2 separate regions of the Canis lupus genome follow, and region 1 is linked to region 2. A link is a contact called in public Hi-C data. All regions are on one chromosome and are shown on one strand. Each heading gives the region's core, a stretch centred on a gene start, on an enhancer-like site or on the middle of the called end of the contact. The rest is flanking DNA. Distances are from core to core; before and after follow the strand shown.

Region 1 (3,691 bases), core at 876-3,375, 200 kb before region 2:
GGACCAATTTCTAAAAGTACTGTAATTAAAAAAAAAAAAAAAAAAAAAAAACATTTTTAGGGCAGCCTGGGTGGTTCAGTGGTTTAGCGCTGCCTTCAGCCTAGGGCCTGATCTTGGAGACCTGGGATCGAGTCCCACATGGGGCTCCCTGCATGGAGCCTGCTTCTCCCTCTGCCTGTGTCTCTGCCTCTCTCTCTCTCTCTCTCTCTCTGTGTGTGTGTGTGTGTGTGTCTCATGAATAAATAAATAAAGCTTAAAAAAACATTTTTATATAATATAGCTACTTTTAGTAGATGGGATCACACAACAGCCTTAAAACGTTAACATTTAAGATTTTAATTGAAGAAACTAAAGTTAAGGTTGATATGCCATTGAGGAATTGGGAAAAGGACAAGAGTATACGTGTGTGACAAAATAGAAAATGACATTTAAAAAAATGACATTCAAAAGTACCTCATAAAAATAAGCAGCTGGAAAATAAAAATCCTGTGGTTTCCAGCAAGGGGTGATTATGATGTTGACTGGGTAACATTTTGCAGAAATATATTTTTTAAGATTTTATTTATTCATGAGAGACACAGAAAGAGAGGCAGAGACATAGGCAGAGGGAGAAGCAGGCTTCCAATGGGGAACCTGATGTGGGACTCAATCCCAGGACCTGAGGATCATCACCTGAGCCTAAGGCAGACACTCAACCACTGAGCCACCCAGGCGCCCCTGCAGAAATATTCAACATGAATGAGCAAAACCCATTCAAAACCATAAAAGAGAAATGAGAGTAGCTTGAAGGGGTGGCTATGATAGGTGTCACCAACTAGGCTCGAATAAACCCTGGCAGTTTTAGGGGGAGTAGTCAGGAAAGGCCTTTCTGTGATTGCAAAAGGAAAACAGACGACCCTTTATTGAACACCTATTTAGTGTCAAAAACAATTGAAAGCACTTTCATATACATAAATGTCGTTCCTTTTGACGGAAGAGGAACTAGAAATTATGTAACTTGCCCACAGTCCCAAAGCTAGTAAGAATGGAAGAGGAATTTACAGACACGTCCGTCTGGCCCCAAACCTTCTATTCCACGTGACATTCTCCCTCAAACTGTCAGAACGAAAGGATGCAAAGCATCAGTGCAATGAGGGTACAAGAGACGCTTCTCAGACAAGAGGCCGCTCACTCATTACCTCGAATAAATAAGCCTTTATCCATAAAATGGAGTTAACAGTCGTGCCTTCCTCAAAAGAGTCACAGTGAACGAGATGGGGAATGCACGTAGTAACTGGTGCCCGGAAAACAAACTCCCAAATCCCCAAAGTTCACTGCGCCAAAAACTCAGCCCAGGGCCCACGGTCAGACGAGGACCGAGGGAGAGCCAAGCACACAGCACGACGCCCCTGAGAACGGCCCAGTCTGGGCACAGGAGCGTGTTCCTGAGAAACGAGCCTCGGAAGACGTTCGGCATGACCGGAGGACAGGGGTCTCGGGTGGGGGGCGCAACAGAGGATTTTACTCACCCCCATTCTTACGGCTTATGGGTAGCCCGTGGGCGGGGGAGCAAGAGCGCAGGCACGTTCCTTACCAAGTGAGGAAGGGAATCCTCCTTCACTCTAGCGTGTTACTTGTATACGGAGAAACGGGGGCGGAGGGCACAAAAGGGTCTTTTCGGATATTGGCAAACGGTTCCGAGGTACTCATTTCCCTGGACACCCAGGAAAAGTCCTCCGTGACCCCAACGGGATTTCTGAGCGAGGCAGGCACCGAGCCCCAACGTCAAAGAAGCTGCGTGCGCAGCGGCTTCCCGCGCGCGGGCCCGCACCTGTTCAGGTCGTACCACCTGACCAATAGGCACAGGGGCGCACGACGCTTTGCTTTTCTTATAGTGCCATTATTTGCCATAAAGACCCTTTCTCTTTTGTTTTCACTTTGTTTCATTTAGTGGCTATTATCCTTGGTCAAATATGCGCTCTCTGCCAAGCAAGATACGGGCTTCTCTACCCGTATCTTCCCCGCAAACCCCTCCTGTGGTTTTAGCTTCCTGGGCCGCCCCACTTGTCTCCGGCCAACCCTTGCTAAGCTTCTGCGTCGACGTCACGAGTTTCTAGGCAGATCAGGAAATCCTCGGGCCAGGAGCTCTCGCGCGCGCCCCCTTTTGGCGGTGCGTTCCAAACGGTCGGAGCGCGTGGCGGGTTTGCCGGCAAGTCAGCGGACCCCGGCGAGGCGGTCGAGGCAGCGGAGGAGCCACGGGAGCAGCGAGGAGCGGCCCTGAGTGAGGATTTAGGTCTAGGATTTAGGACTTGTGTGCCGCCGCTCGTGCCTGGGCCTCCTCCGGCTTTCCCGTCAAGTCTGCGGAGGTCTGACCCGGTGTGGCGGGCTTCGCCTTCTCACGCGGCAGCGGGCCGGAAACCCTGAGGAGCCTTCACCGATGTATTATTTTCCCCCTCACGTCTTTAATGTTTTAAATACTTTCAGCCCTTAAAGGCTTCCGCGCCCATCGGGCCGAGAGCGTGGGAGCCACGGTGTGTGCGCAGGTGCGCGCGAGATCCGAGGCGCCTTCCGAGCGGGACCGGGCCTCGAGCGCCACGTCCCTCAGTGTCTGTAACTACTGTAGCAGCCAGAACAGTCGGGGGTGGGGGGGGCAGTAGCCGAGCAGGCCCGAGGAGGAGTGAGAGCGGCGGCAGCTGGGGCGCGGGCTGCGGCCTGGGCATGGCGGAAGGCAGGCTGGTGGTGCTGGGCGCCTGGAGGAAGGTATCCTGAACCCGGGGGCGGGGCAGGTGGAGGGCACTGTCCCCAGAGCAGGAAACGAATTCAAGGGAATTCGAGGGAAAAGACAGTGTAGAGGGTGGGGTGTGACTACCGCCTGGCTAGGAAACTGCGAGAAACCCGGGGAGGGGGGGGGGGGGGGCGGGGCGGGCAGACCTGAACCGGAAATCCAGGCGGGCTAACCCTGCCAGAGCAATCGCGGCGGCAGATCCGTGTTTGTGGCTCCCCTCAACTGCCTGCGCTCTTCCTGCAGCCCCCACCCCTTTTTAAGATTATTTATTTATTTATTTATTAGAGATACAGAGAGAGAGAGAGAGAGAAGCAGGCTCCACGCTGGGAGCCTGACGTGGGACTCGATCCCAGGTCCCCAGGATCACACCCTGGGCTGAAGGCGGCGCTAAACCTCTAAGCCACCGGGGCTGCCCCTCTGCAGCCCTTTTTGGGGCTGGATTGTAGGTCTAAGATTTCAGACCCTTTAACTCTTGAGTTTGGGATCTCAGCTACAGAGCAAGTAAGCCAAAGGAATTTTAAAAAGATTTAAAAATCATTTCCCCTCAGAGATGCTGCTTGGTTTCTTCTTAGGAAAATGAATGAACGTCAAATTGTACGTTCCCAGTACCTGATCATAACCTGCCACGTGAAAACAAGGGTGAAATGTTAGAGCTGTGGGGATAGTTGAGGGGGAAGGAGCACGTGAAACAACACAGAACAAAGTATGGTCAGTGCAGGAGTCTGAGAACAAAAGAATCCCACCCCCCGCCCCTCCCCATTCCCCACCCTCCTCACCACCACCACCCCCCCGCCCCGCCCGCCGCATTTTCTTGTATCTATGTGGCATATAGTAGTGGCAACCAAAGGGAAAACCCAACTAACATGACTTGTAGGGATCAAAGACGAGAAATGGTGGGGTTTTTTTTTTGTTTTTTGTTTTTTGTTT
Region 2 (4,008 bases), core at 1,452-3,951:
AGAAAGTATTTTGCCTCACGTACTACAGATCTCTCTGGTACTTGGCAGAAATGGCACATAAACACCATTAAGTAAGGACTGTGACAGCGATGATGTAACGCACACCAACGTTAGGTACAAGATCCAGGTCTAGGAAGGAGGGAAAAGACTCTAAATAAGCACAATTTGGATTAACAAGAGACAGCCTGAAGTTAGTAACACTGATGTTACTGCATTTTGGATATGATAGCCTAGAGTCTCAGCCTATGATGAGTCAATGTCTGGCTCAATCAGACACACACTCTTGAAAGAAAATCACAGTATTGCTTCCAACGCACTAGTTATTTCATCAATCAAAAAGAAACAGCACTGGGGCACCTGGCTGGCTCAGTCAGAAGAGCATGTGACTCTTGGTCTCAGGGTCATGAGTTCAAGCTCCATATTGGGTATAGAAATTACTTAAAATAGATTTAAAACTTAAAAAAGCATTGAAAAATTTCTTGCTGAGGCACAGTATAATTTTTTTTTAAATGGACAGTAAAAAAAACAGGGACGGGGTTTATATTTACTACCTATGATATGCAAGGTGCTTTCACATGTGCTAGTGATCCTCACTTCACATAACAGAAAACAGACTCTCTGAGAAGTAAAATAACTTGTCTGAGGGCACAGCTAGCAAGCGACCGGTTTGAACTCAGGTTTGTCCAATTTTATACCCAATATGTTCTGCAGGACATCACTGCTGCCTAGTTTAACTGCAAACTCTGCAATGGATTCCACTTAGAATATAATAGTTCTATGTTTGAGGATCAAAATTTTTGCTGGTAGATAATTCTAAGAGTGAAATTCTAACATTTTACTTACAAAGCAGTTACGTGAAAATGTAATTTTTTGATAAGGGTCTGGAATATTTTACTATGAACTTTGAGAAGTTTGGATTTCTAAATACAATTTGGAAATATTTACACAAACTGAAACTATAGTCCCAAATAAAGCTAAATAGTTATTTTTGGCTCTAAGTTACTCAATAACTAAAATACTAGAATCCTGTGAAAGAACAACCCACGGAAAAATGTGGCGAAGACCATATATATACTTAGGCCCTGATACAAAATGATCAATTTCCATAACATTTGTTTGGTCCTTCTGTTTATATTCTTATTTATGAACAGCTGCCAAGCAACAGTTAACCAATCCAAGGTGAAGCGAAGTGTTCAAGTTCAAAGTGTGACCCTAGTTATGAAAGTGGAATTTTTTTTAATTAGAGATAAAACTTGGGGTGCCTGAGTGGCTCAGTTGGTTTAGCATCTGCCTTGTGCTCAGGTTATGATCCCAGGGTCCTGGGATGAAACCCTGTGGGGCTCTGTGCTCAGCGGGGAGTCTACTTCTCCCTCATAGCGGGCCCCCCCCCCATATTTCCTTCTTTCTCAAATAAATAAAATCTTTAAAAAAAGAAAAACTTAACTTACATGAGTTTTACTGTGAAGTGTGTACAAGTCTTTCTCTAACCCCCATCCTAAATTTGAAAAAGGTGATCTTATATCTTCATCTGTTTCCAAATTCTTGTTACTCCGAGAGCATGGACTATTATTTACCAAAAGTGCATAACCTCCGAAGACTTCACAGTGTGGTACTCAGGTACACACGTGTCAGTTCTCCACCTGGACACACCGGGTACACGATATACCATATTAAAGGGTACAGTGTGGAAGTCATTAAACAGAACCTGAACCGATGTACCATACCCACATCCTGAACAATGCGTTTTTTAAAAACCACTAATTTAGGTTCTTTCAACTAGAAGGAAAAGAGGCAACTCTGTCCACAAAATGTCCTCCCGAGACACGGAGCCCATATCCACAGGCTGAGTAGAGGCCTTAAATAGTTAAATCAATGTAATCCAGGCGCTTCTCTCCAGGAAAAGATGAAAAGAGGTTTCCAGACGGCTCCACAGAGCTCTACAAGAGGAGACCGTCTTTCATTTCAAGTTTTGAAGCGGCTCCACCGCTGTCCCACATGGGATCTTAAAAGGAGCGTAATTCCCACAGCTTAACTTGCTTAGCGAAGTCGTGGTGCACAAAAGGAAGCCCCTTGCCTCCGAGTCCTTAGAAACCTGCAAGGCAGGTAAGCAGAACCAACCTCGCAGGTAAAAACGCTGGCCCGCTCCCAGCTGCATTCGTTTCCCAAAGTTCTCGCATTTTCAAAAGTTCAAACAAGGATTATAAACGCAAGACATTCCCTTCCCCCCGATTACAGGGGCCCTTTTCCGTCCTTGCCCCGGCGCCACGCCAGGCAGTGCCCGCGCCCACCTGCGGGAAGGGTCCGGCAGGTGGGGCGGCCTCCCAAGCGCCCCGGGCCTTCCAGAGGCCCCGAAGTTGTGCGGGAGCGCCCGGGGCCGCGGGAGACGCAGCCCGTGACAGCGGCGCTGGCCGGCGAGGCCCCTCGGGAGGCGTGCGCGGCGGCCAGGCCGGCCCGGAGGGGCTCGCTCCCCGCCCGAGCCTCGGCTGGGGCGCGCGGGGCCTCGGGCCGCCACCGCCACCGAGCTCCCGGCTGGACCCCAGTCCCCGCGCGGTCCCCCACCCCGCGCTCCTCCGGTCACTCACCCCGGGGCCGGGCAGCAGCAGCGCCAGCAGCGCCAGCAGCAGCCGGGCCGGCATGGCGAGGACTTGGGCCTGGCTCCCGGCCCGGCCGGCCGGCTGCGGGGGGCGGTGCGGGCGGGCGGGCTGAGGACGGGGCGGGGGCGCCGCGACGACAGCGCCGCGGCGGCAGGACTTCAGCGGACGCAGAGCTGACTAGGCGGTGGTGGCACCCCCATGCCCAGCCCTATAAGCGCCGGGTGCCGGCGCTTCTTCCGGTCGGGGCGGGGCCGGGGGCGGGGCTGACCTAGAGGCGGCCCCGAAACTGGGCGGGAGCCGGGCCTGAAGGCGGAGCCGGGGGCGGGGCTGTGCCGCCGGGGCGGGGCCGCGGCGGGGATGCAGCGGAGGGGGCGGGGCCGGGCCGGGGGCGGGGCCGCGGCGGAGGGGCGGGGCCGCGGCGGAGGGGCGGGGCCGCGGCGGAGGGGCGGGGCCGCGGTGGAGGGGCGGGGCCGCGGCGGAGGGGCGGGGCCGCGGCGGAGGGGCGGGGCCGCGGCGGAGGGGCGGGGCCGCGGCGGAGGGGCGGGGCCGGCCTCCTGCCCGCGGAGCGTACGCGGCCCGGCCTCCGCCACTGGGGAGAAGGAGCAGGCCTGGGTGTCCCGAGTCTGGGGCGCTGAACGAGTGAGGCAGGGAGCTTTGCCGAAGGCTGAGGGAGGCGGGCAGTCCCGCCACGCGGTGCACCCTGGCCCCAGGCTGTCCCACCAGCCCCGCCCAGAAACCCGCTATGTAGGAATCAGGGGAAAGGCCAGGAGACGGGCGGTGCCGGCTGTCCAGAGCCCGCGTCTTTCCGTCGTGGTGGAATCGTGGGCGACCTCCGGAGCCGGGATCGGGAGCTGGCAGGGAGTCCAGCAAACACACTTCAGCCCATGCGCTGAGATCCGCAGCTCTGGGGTCCTCCAGCTGTGCCTCAGCTAGCCCGAAGGCCCCTTTCTGCCCTTTGCCCTCAGGAATTCCCCTCAACTCATGTCCAACAGCCATCTATTCCCTCTGGAATAAACTACAGACAAGTCATTCTCCAAAAATTATAAGCAAAGAAGGAAACCAATTCGGCCCGTTTGTATTGTGTTTAAGTGGCATTTAATAGATGTGACATTGTGGCACTAGAAATGACATGTGCCACAATTCATTGGAGGGAGTGGATTGAGGACTCATACAGGATCTATTTGAGGATTATGGACTATTAACCTGAATTTAAACGTCTGGCACCCATTTGGTCACTGGGTCCCATGCTGCTCTCAACTTGAATGGAAGTGGGGAGAGAAGACATTGCTTGTAACAAGAAAACCTAAGATTCAAAGCATAACATTTACATATCCTTGGAGAAAAAGAAAAAGGGGAGAGCAATTTCTCTAATTTTTTCTGACTTGCTCACATGACTGCCTAAGATTTTTCAGGG

The links. A called contact is a pair of places that touch in the nucleus more often than the background predicts.
Region 1: a contact with region 2 is called in a Hi-C map of blood, with 4 times the contacts expected there. The contact joins the promoter of LOC480476 here to the promoter of ERN1 in region 2. A contact is called at or near these places in 2 of 9 Hi-C or Micro-C datasets (both in blood).

Annotation. Positions count from the first base shown.
Region 1 is chr9:15,116,870-15,120,560 of UU_Cfam_GSD_1.0, reverse strand. It overlaps LOC480476 (intercellular adhesion molecule 5), which reads left to right and starts at 2,125. Exons shown (of 8, transcript XM_038546897.1): 1 at 2,125-2,260. All of the region lies in intron 1 of SMARCD2 (SWI/SNF-related matrix-associated actin-dependent regulator of chromatin subfamily D member 2), which reads right to left.
Region 2 is chr9:14,916,773-14,920,780 of UU_Cfam_GSD_1.0, reverse strand. It overlaps ERN1 (serine/threonine-protein kinase/endoribonuclease IRE1), which reads right to left and starts at 2,701. Exons shown (of 22, transcript XM_038546864.1): 1 at 2,583-2,701. The coding sequence starts at 2,636. It overlaps LOC119873254 (a long non-coding RNA gene), which reads right to left and starts at 2,377. Exons shown (of 2, transcript XR_005364302.1): 1 at 1,449-2,377.